2 separate regions of the Oryctolagus cuniculus genome follow, and region 1 is linked to region 2. A link is a contact called in public Micro-C data. All regions are on one chromosome and are shown on one strand. Each heading gives the region's core, a stretch centred on a gene start, on an enhancer-like site or on the middle of the called end of the contact. The rest is flanking DNA. Distances are from core to core; before and after follow the strand shown.

What was found. A called contact is a pair of places that touch in the nucleus more often than the background predicts.
Region 1: a Micro-C map of ear pinna shows a contact between it and region 2, with 3 times the contacts expected there. The contact joins the enhancer-like site here to the promoter of APP in region 2. A contact is called at or near these places in 2 of 6 Hi-C or Micro-C datasets (ear pinna and an unstated tissue).

What each region holds. Positions count from the first base shown.
Region 1 is chr4:19,866,058-19,871,256 of mOryCun1.1, forward strand. All of the region lies in intron 8 of APP (amyloid beta precursor protein), which reads left to right. Among named protein-coding and RNA genes, the nearest start is that of APP, 180 kb to the left of the region's middle. Within about 2 kb of position 1,319, at least 1 of the 8 cell types and tissues checked has an H3K27ac peak or open chromatin away from gene starts, as enhancers often do.
Region 2 is chr4:19,687,900-19,692,706 of mOryCun1.1, forward strand. It overlaps APP (amyloid beta precursor protein), which reads left to right and starts at 2,873. Exons shown (of 18, transcript NM_001195669.1): 1 at 2,873-3,050. The coding sequence starts at 2,994.

The DNA of each region.
Region 1 (5,199 bases), core at 69-2,568, 180 kb after region 2:
TCTGCTGCTTCCTGTCATGTTCTTTCAGCAGCAGCTAACTGGGAAGTGTCTCAATGTCACCTTCACAGTTCAGACCGGGCCTGCCACCTACTTACTGCTTGGTCTACACCCTCCTTGCACTCCCAACACTCCTGAACCTTCTTAACCCTGCCCTAACTTTTGTTCCCTCTTTTTCTCCGTAATACAAATCATGCACCAACATTATAGCTTTTTGTCTATTTTTTTTTTTTTTAATTTTTATCATGGTGGTGACTTTCTCCCCATGCTTACCATCCGGTAGGGGCTGTAATATTGGCGAGGTAGAGGAAGGAAGGGAGGGATAAGCAAGCACAGTGGCCCTGCAGCTTCTCAGATTCCTCTGACCTTCGAGGATTGCACAGAAAAATCACAGGGTGTATCTAGGAGGGGCTGGTCAGGCGGAGTGCTCCCGAAGTAGGGAAGCAGAATATTCACTGGAGGTAGCAGTGTGCTCTGAATTAGATCTGCTTCTCTGTTGCATTTTTTTCATTTGCGTGTATAGGTTCCCATTGTCACTACTATTCAGGAAGGAAGGTAGAGCCCTATTTATCCTACCATGTCCTATAAGGCTTTTGGGACTAAAATGAGAAGATGAATGGTAAGGTCATTGAACAAGTTAGGAGTCCACACATGTGATGCTGGAGAGCTGCTAGTGATTAAGCCCCTGGAGATCAAAATCCAGAGCTAATGTTGTTTGTTGGACCCTGCATACTCACTCTGTTTTTCTGGAGAAAGGAGAACACCCCTGGCCAGCTGGATTGCCAAAGTCTTGAGTGAGCACATTTGAGTAGGGGCCTGGCGCTAAGACATCATCCATATTCCAGTGCTATAGGCTCCTTTGCCTGGCTCCTGTTTTATAGCAGTGCCTCTGGTAGAGGTCACACACCAGACAGCATCCAGGGCATGAACAGCTGTTTGATAGGAAACAGGCCAAGAGATACAACAAAGTATTTTTGGCCAAGTCATGTTGTTCATAAATAAAACAATGCAGCAGAATCCCTCTCCATTACCTGGGACATGTGGATGGATTTGCCCTTTAATGCTGTAAGACTTAGCCTTTTTTATGATTCTCCTATAGCTGAATTCAGACTCTATTTGTGTGTGTTTGTGTGTTAAATGATATTATTTTCCCTCCATAAGGAAACAGGGTAATTTTTCCCCACGTGTAAGAGCACGAGGAACATGCCTAGCTCATTGCACACCAGTGAACAGTGGCTGTTGCTACCATTTGGTTAGCTTGGAAACCTGGGGCTGTAGTATGGCTTCTAAGGCACCTCAGAGATCTCTGAACAGGATGAGCTGCTTGGAGGGAGTTTAAAAAACAAAGTTAAGGGCCGGCGCCGCGGCTCACTAGGCTAATCCTCCGCCTAGCGGCGCCGGCACACCAGGTTCTAGTCCCGGTCGGGGCGCCGGATTCTGTCCCGGTTGCCCTTCTTCCAGGCCAGCCCTCTGCTGTGGCCAGGGAGTGCAGTGGAGGATGGCCCAGGTGCTTGGGCCCTGCACCCCATGGGAGACCAGGAAAAGCACCTGGCTCCTGGCTCCTGCCATCGGATCAGCGCGGTGCACCGGCCGCAGCGCGCCGGCCGCGGCGGCCATTGGAGGGTGAACCAACGGCAAAAGGAAGACCTTTCTCTCTGTCTCTCTCTCTCACTGTCCACTCTGCCTGTCCAAAAAAAAAAAAAAAAAACAAAGTTAAAGCCGGTTTGTCCCACTGCTAAGTGTTTACCATGGCCTGTGCTGTTTGAGTGACCTGCAATGAACAACTTCCTGTTCCTTTTCTGCCCTGAGACATTTCCTGACATTCTATGAGCCACTCCCTTCCCAAAAGGAAATGCCTTTATAGGATAGGGACATAGGACACAGGATTTTCTACTGCTGCCACAATCTATGCTACCATGTACCTGGACTTCATCCCAAAATAGTAGAGAAATAGAAGCTGACTCTCTGGACTGACTCCTCCTTAAAAATCTTCTCCCCTTCCTCCTCACCTTCTGCAGGGCAGTGATAATAGAACACTAAGTTCAGTGTAGAATATCAGTGCTTGCTGCCATTCTTCTCTCCTTGACTGGACAGTGAGCTGGTTTCCTGGTTACCATGAATTTAGAACAGTGTCACTCACTCATACCAATGGAGGTAGAGGCTTAGTGTGAAAATCTACAAAGTTTGAATAGAAAGTGAAAAGAGAAACAGTGTCTCTGAAATTCCTCAAGTCAAATCTGAGACCCCTAACAAAGATTTACTTGAAGAGAAATTTGGAGAGAGAGAGAGAATTATGAGGAATTAGCCCATATGGTGATTATGGAGGCTGCTAAGCCCCATGGTCTATTGTCTACAAGGGGAGATCCAGGAAAAGTGGAGACATAATTCAGTCCAGCTCCAAAGACCCAGGAACCTGGGGAGTGGATGCCGTAGGTCCCAGTCAAAGAGGAGAACACCAGTGTCCCAGCTTAGTCTACAGGCAGGACATAGGGGCAAATCCCGCTGCCTTTTTGTTCTGTTCAGGCCCTCAATGAATTGGATGATGCCCAGGCAGTCTGGGGAGGACAAACTGCTGAGTCCACCCAAATCAAATGCTGCCCTCATCCTGAAGCACCATCACAATACACTTAGAAATTACGGTTTTCATCAGACACCCTGTAGCTCAGACTAGTCGGCGCATGAAATTAATGCAGAAATACTTCTTAATTAAGTGGAATTAATTGGTAATATACTATTTGTATTGCTTCTGTGTGCCTGAAAAGAAAGTTTAATACTTGAAATATTCTTAATCCTGTTAAAGCTAAACATACCTTGCATACTTATTTCTTTATTATTCTTTTCTTAATATTGCAAAGCTACACCTCAGTTCAGTCCAATGAGATTATAGTGATTCAGATTGCTGTTTTATCCCCTTTGCATTATACATTAGATGATGTTTACAAATCATAAGAACTGAAGGAAATGATAAAATTTGCAAACCTGAAGAACTAGAAAAACTTTTTTCTACTTAGTAAATTTATGAGTCCAGTTTATGGAAGGGGGTGCCATGCTATTGGTTAAAAATGTTGCAGGCAGAAGGCTGTATTTATCAGTGAATACTGTATTTTTGTTTAATTTATTTAAGAGACAGAGCTTCCACCTGCTGTTGCACTTCCCAGTTGCCTGCAATGGTCAGGACTGGAGAGGACTTAAGCCACGCACTAGGAACTCAACCCTGGTCTCCCACATAGTTGGCAGTTACATGAAGCATCCCTAATGTCTCCCAGGATCTGCCCTGACAGGAGGCTGGAGTCAGGAGCCAGTATCAGGAATTGAACTTGGGCCTTCTGAAATGAGATGCAGGCACTCAAACTGGCATCTTACTCAGTAGGCTAAATGCCCACTCCCTATGTTTATATGTTTTTCTTTTACTTAAATTGTAAAGTATGGTTTGCTTAATCATGTTATTTTGCCAGATTTTACTATGGCAAAATGTTGCTGTTTTATTTTCTGTTTTTAAATTGCTCTCATTCACACTCTATCAGTAAAGAAGAGAAAATGGTTAAAACCATGGGAAACAAATTTAAAATACTCAATAATACCTCCATTCCGAGTTGAAACAATTATTAAGTCAAAAATACTTGCATATTGACTTGCTTGAGGTTATACAGAAAAACATTTACCTTTGAGATATCTATCTATATAAAAGAAACTCATTCTTCAGTCTCAAAAATTAAGTACTCGCTTTCAATACTTCCAGCCCTGTATGTAAAATTTTTTTTAGAAAAAGACACATTACTTTCCCCTTAGGTTCTGTGTATAATTCATTTTCAGTGGATTTCATAAAGTAGCTGGTTTTTACCATGGTTTAGCAGAAGCATTAAAATTTAAGTAGGATATAATAAGCAGGACAGAGGAGCACCAACTTGAAGTACCTGGTGTGTCAGCCTCTCTCCTGGATGACTTATGTGTGGTGTGGCATGTTACCCGAAAGTCTTACCATGTTGTATTATGCCATCTCCGTTTGATGAGGAATCTGGAACATAGAATGCTTACATTCCTTACCCTTGATCACAGAACCGAGATCCAAAGCCAGGTGTGCTTCACTACAAATTCACGCATGCCCTTTCCTTCAGCCTCCAGTTTGCTATGAATGGGAGGTGGAATGTGAGTCCCTCGCTGACTGTCCAGGATGGGGACAGCTGTATGAAGGTTCCAGGATGACCTGTGACCCCTTCCTTCCCCCCACTTGAAAGGAGCACCTGGATAGACACACTAGCTGCTGTTATTGTGTGAGAAGTAATTTGTGATAGAAGTAGAAGGGAGAAATTCAGAAGGAATATTTATCATTAAATATATTATTCAATGATTTAACAAAAGATCCCTGGTTTCAGTTAATATCCTGAGACCTTCCAATTAATATTCCACACATTTCCTTATGCCTGTATTCGTAGAAAAGATATTTAACTTAGAGTTTAGTTTCAAAATGACTTAGCCATAAAATCTTCTTGTTCACATCCTTTTTGGGATATTATATCCCAAATATAACAGTCCAGTAATTAGATAAGAATGAAAAGAATGCTGGGAACATTGGTGATATTTGAATAGTCTTTTGAATAAAACACTTAATTTGATTTGACATGAGAACATAGTGAGAACACCTCATTTCATTTTTTTTATCTTTTTTTTTATTTAGTCCAAAGTACAGTTTATGGATTACAATGCCCCCCCATAATTTCCCTCCCACTCACACCCCTCCCATCTCCCGCTCCCTCTCCCATTCCATTCACATCAAGATTCATTTTCAATTATCTTTATATACAGAAGATTGATTTAGTATATATTAAGTAAAGATTTCATCAGTTTGCACCCACACAGAAACACAAAGTGTAAAATACTGTTTCAGTACTAGTTGTAGCATTACTTCACATTGGTCAACACATTAAGGACAGATCCCACATGAGAAGTAAGTACACAGTGACTCCTGTTGTTGACTTAACAATTTGACACTCTTGTTTATGGCATCAGTAATCCCCCTAGGCTCTAGTCATGAGTTGCCAAGGCTATGGAAGCCCTTTGAGTTCGCCGACTTCGATCTTATTCCTACAGGGTCATAGTCAAAGTGGAAGTTCTCTCCTCCCTTCAGAGAAAGGTACCTCCTTCTTTGATGGCCCCCTTCTTTCCACTGGGATCTCACTCGCGGAGATCTTTCATTTAGGTGTT
Region 2 (4,807 bases), core at 1,623-4,122:
GATGGCCCATGTGCTTGGGCCCATGCTACCCACGTAGGAGACCTGGAAGATGTTCTTGGCTCTTGGCTTTGGCCTGGCCCAGTTCTACCATAACAGCCAACTGTGGAGTGCACCAGCAGGTGGAATTTCTCTCTCTCTCTCTGTAACTTTTTCAAACAAATAAATAAAAATCTTAATAGATGAGAAAATCCTGTCTCGAAACACAGCTCCATTTTGAGGGGCTGGGAGTCAGAACCTCAGCCGAATTATGCAGGAAATACAAATGGGAGATTTGGTAGTACATGTGACCAACCGGAGTCCGATGTAGCTGCTAAAGAAAAAAAAATTCACCTGGAATGTTAGGCTGCAGACTGAAGCAGCACTAGACAGACTATTCCACACTGCAGTGGTTGGAGTATGCTTGAAGTATTGCACGTAGACATACCAGAACACAGGGCGGGGAAGGAACCAGAAGCTACGCTGCTGATGCAACTACTGAAGGAAGTGCCTGTTCCATCTTGTAAGGAGAGGATTCCGGAGGCAAAAGCAGCATGAGAACTCCTGGCAAATCTGTGACGATCTGCAGTGTGGGGAAGAATTGCCCTGCCTGGTCACCGGGGATGCAGCGAGAATATCTGAGTGGGAGTTTCAAAGAAAGAGATGTAGGCTTTCAATGGGTGAAGAATTTTCTAGTAACCAGACTGTTCTAAGAATGTGCTGACTGAGGAGCTAGTGAATGTCTCCCACATGGAGGAATGCAAGAGCCAAGGCTGGGGATGATGATGACGTGGGGATCAAGCTGATGCTTGGCCCCTTCCCCGGCTTCCTAGGGCTCTGGCTAGCGCTGGGCCTGTAGCTCTGGCTAAAGGATTCTGGAAGATCCTCAGGGCAGGCAATGGCCATTAAATGCAGAAGAGAAATGTAAAAAGCTTGGGATCTCAGGACAACACATGGAGAACACCCAGCGTTCTAACAAGGTCAGCAGCGAGGCATCGTCCCGTAGGGAACATCTCGACCAGGCAATGTGTGAGTGTGGTGAATTCCAGCACTGGAAACCGCGACATCGAAGAACTCCAATTTTTATAGATTATAACCTCATCTCTGTGTGTTTGAATTTCATGCTCCAGCAGCATCTGTTATTCTTGAAAGCTACTTCCTCCCTCTCAGGCCCGGATTTATGGATGTGCAACCTGTGTGGTCTCACAGGCCCTGCACCCAGCAGCAGCCCACACGTGGCGCGTCTGCTGTTGCCATCCTAGGGTTCCTAATTTTGGAACAAAGAGCCCATATTTTCATTTTGCACCAAACCCTGCAAAATGTATAGCTGTTGCTGCACCTTCCAGGGGTCTTCTCTTGGGGCTTTTTTTTTTTTTCCTCAAAGAAGCCTGAGACAGATTGGAAATCTTGGTTGTAGGTAAATGCGTACGGGAAGCAGCGGGCTATGGAGAGTCCAAGCTGGGTTCTTCCTGTAGCCTGTTCCTTGCTGCCTCTCCTCCTGTCATTCACTTGCTGTCAGATGTGGGAGGGGTTCAATAGCTTCAGTTTCCTGACTTACAAACAGGAATGCCAGTAAGGGGCCTGCCTCACTTTTGCAGGTGGGAAACGGCATGAAGCACGTAAACCCATATTGCATGGAAACAAGCATTTGTGACCATTTGCTGAGGACAAAGGACAGTGAGTCAGGACTGAACACCTGGGGCAGGGGAAGAGAGAAGATGACATGGAAGGGAGCTGGGAGATAAATGCCCACTCCTCAGGAAGAAAGTCTGCAGCCCCCTTGGCTGGACACTGTCCAGCAGTGCACCAAACAGGTGACAGGAACCACAGGCTGCAGTGCAGCTCGTGGGAAGGGCCAGAGTCCTCCCCGGCTTCACCGCCTCCCACCCGCCAGCCCCTGCGGACTTGTAGCCTCGGTGACACGCGCTACTTCAGCTCAGGAGCAGGGGACACATCTGGGAGGTTCCAGATCATTCTAGACTAGCTGGACCCTGCGCACTGGCCTGTTTGTATGTAATCAAGGAGCAGTGGCTTTGCGGAAGGTTCACTTCTGTTAACTCTGAGCAGACACAGGGAGAACAAGGACCGAAGGCGAGGTCACTGACAGTCCCTTTCTCGGAAAAAAAAAAAAAAAAAAAGAAAAGAAAAGAAAAGAAAAGAAGGTAAAACGAACATAAATGCAAAAAGAAAAAAAAATAACACAAAACCCCGTCTTTCAGGAAGAAGTAAATGGGTCGCCCGATTCTTGCCTAGGTCCACAGCTTTTTCTCCTTTGGTTCAATCTAAAGATAGACATTCCAGGTTGCTGCCGGCTGCTTTTGACATGAAAAAAAAAAAAAAATGAGGCTTTTGCTCTCTGAACAAGCAAAGACATCCTAGTGCCTTGAAGCCTCTCCTGCTCCCATTCTCTCCCAGAAACGCCTGCCCCACCTCTCCAAGTCGGTACAAAAACCGAAATGCGGATCAAGACGCAGCCCAGCAGCAGCCCTTTATACGACGTCCCCGGGAGGCCTGCGGGGTCGGCTGATTCAAGCTCTCGGGAGCGAGCAGGGAGCGCTCCCGACTTTTCTGGAGCCCAGACGTCCTAGGACTCACCTTCCCCCGATTGCGCACCGTCCCTCTCCTGGCCCAGGACTCTCCCTCCCACTGTTCCCAGGTGGGCGCCGGCCGGCGAGGGAGGAGCGCGGGGCGCTGGCGCGGCGCCCACAGCGCTGCACCTGTGGGCGCCGGGGGCGCGGGCCCCTGCGGGCGTGAGCGGGCGCAGCTCCCCGGCGGCTCCGCTAGGGGTCTCTCTCGGGTGCCGAGCGGGGCGGGCCGGATCAGCTGACTCTCCGGGCTGCGAGCCCTGCCGCCGCACTCCGGCTTCGTCAGTTTCCTCAGCGGCGGTAGGCGAGAGCACACGGAGCAGCGCTGGTGCGGGACCCCTGGAGACGGCGGCGGCGGCGGCGCGGGCAGAGCAAGGGCGCGGCGGATCCCACTCGCAGAGCAGCGCACTCGGTGCCCCGCGCAGGGTCGCGATGCTGCCCGGTTTGGCACTGCTCCTGCTGGCCGCCTGGACGGCTCGGGCGCTGGAGGTGGGTGCCGCGCCTCGGAAGGGGGTTGGGTGTGTGTGTGTGGCGGGGGGACATTACCCCCCCCCAGTCTCTAATACGGAGAAGTCTGGGGTGGTCGCGGGGACCCCGCTGCCCTCCACCTCCGCTCGCTGGTGCCCTGCGCATCCCGCCCTCGGCCCAGCCCTGCCCTGGGGACGCGCGCTCCAGCCCTCGGAGGCGAGGGGTCGGCTGGGCGACCGGGCACCCCTGTTCACGGGCGAGAAGGGGAAGGGTCGACGCTAATGCTGGACCCCGACTCAGTCCTTACCTCGCGAGCGGGGGCTGGGAAAGGCGAGAGGCGTCCAGATGGGGGAAGGGGAAGGGAGCACGTGGGGGAAAAGCCGAAAACGCAGCGTCCCCGGATCCGGGGTCTGAAATCCGTGCCCTTGGCTTTCTCTGAGGCCCCGGGACCGCTTGGGAAACCGGGGGCCCCCCTCGCTTCTCTCTGCCTCCTCCGCCCCGTTTCACCTTCCTTTCCCGCCCCCCACTCCCTTCCTTGCCCAAATCTCCTCATTCCCCTTGCCGGCTGCCGGCGGCGGCCCCCCTGGCCGGGGCCGGCGTCGGGGTCGCGCACCGCCTTCCGCAGGCAAACTTTGAGCATTTCTGCGTCTCCCTTTTGTGTTAAGTTGCGAGAGATGGGAGGGGTCGGAGACCCAGAGCCAGCCCGAAGCCTGGGCGTCCCGGGCGTTCGCTCGCCCCTTCGGCTGCTTCCCCAAAAAGGGAGAGGAAGGGTCCCGGGAACAAAAGCCGCCGCACTCCGCCCTGGCGGGCCGGGGCGCGGTGGCTGAGCCGCGGGGGTCTCCGTGCGCCACGGAGGCTCCCGGCGCTGCGTGTCCGCCCGGGAGGGGGCTGGGGCTTCTCCGGGCGAGCCCTGGGGCCTCTCGGCTTCCCAGCCCCGAATCGCCTCCCGGGCGTGTGTGTTCCGTGCTGGGCTGCAGAGTCCTTGGGGGAGGAGTGCGCGGAGAGCGGGCTGTGCGTCTGGCAAAGGGCAGTGGCGGGTGATGGGGAGGCACGGGCTCTCCCCTCCTGGGCATCAAAGGAGGCGTTTGTCTGATTAAGGCGCGGCCTCCCGCCTGGCAGCTCTGGGGACTCTGGTTGAGTCCCCCCGGGGGCGCAGGATGCTGGGGAGGTCCGCAGGGTCTCTTTTTTTAGGGTGCAGATAAAAGGATTGAATTGAGTGAAGATTAAGACGGAGAAGATGGCGCCTCTGCAGTGCAGCAGAGAAAAGCTGCGAGGAGGCTGCAGCCTGGTGAAATCCACCCACCACTAGGTGTATAACAAGTCTGCCCCATTCATCCAACTCGCGAACCTTCAGCGAACGCCCTGCAAATGACTGCTTTTCTTTTTATCTAAAGATGCTCCGAAGTTGTTTGCTTGACAGTTGGGGCAGAGGAGGTTGCATTTTGCATCGGTTTTGCTCCCTGTCTTAACTAGTGCAGCCTCCCCTCCCAGTCCCCCCCCCCCTTTCCCCCCTACCTCATAGTAATTTTCCAAAAAAGCAATTTCCGGACTAGTGTTTTCCTGCAGTTCCACCGAAGCTGTGCAATCACACTATTACAGTTTCTTGGTCCGTAATTTGCAAGGTCATTGAACTTTTTTCCTCTCTGGTTTTTACCCACAAGTGCCTCAAGAATCACCTTAAGGCTACTTAAGATCGGTTTTTATTATTTTTTTAAAGAGTCCAAGAATTTGGTTTTCCATATTTTTAGAGAATGTATTTTCTATCTGATGACATTTGT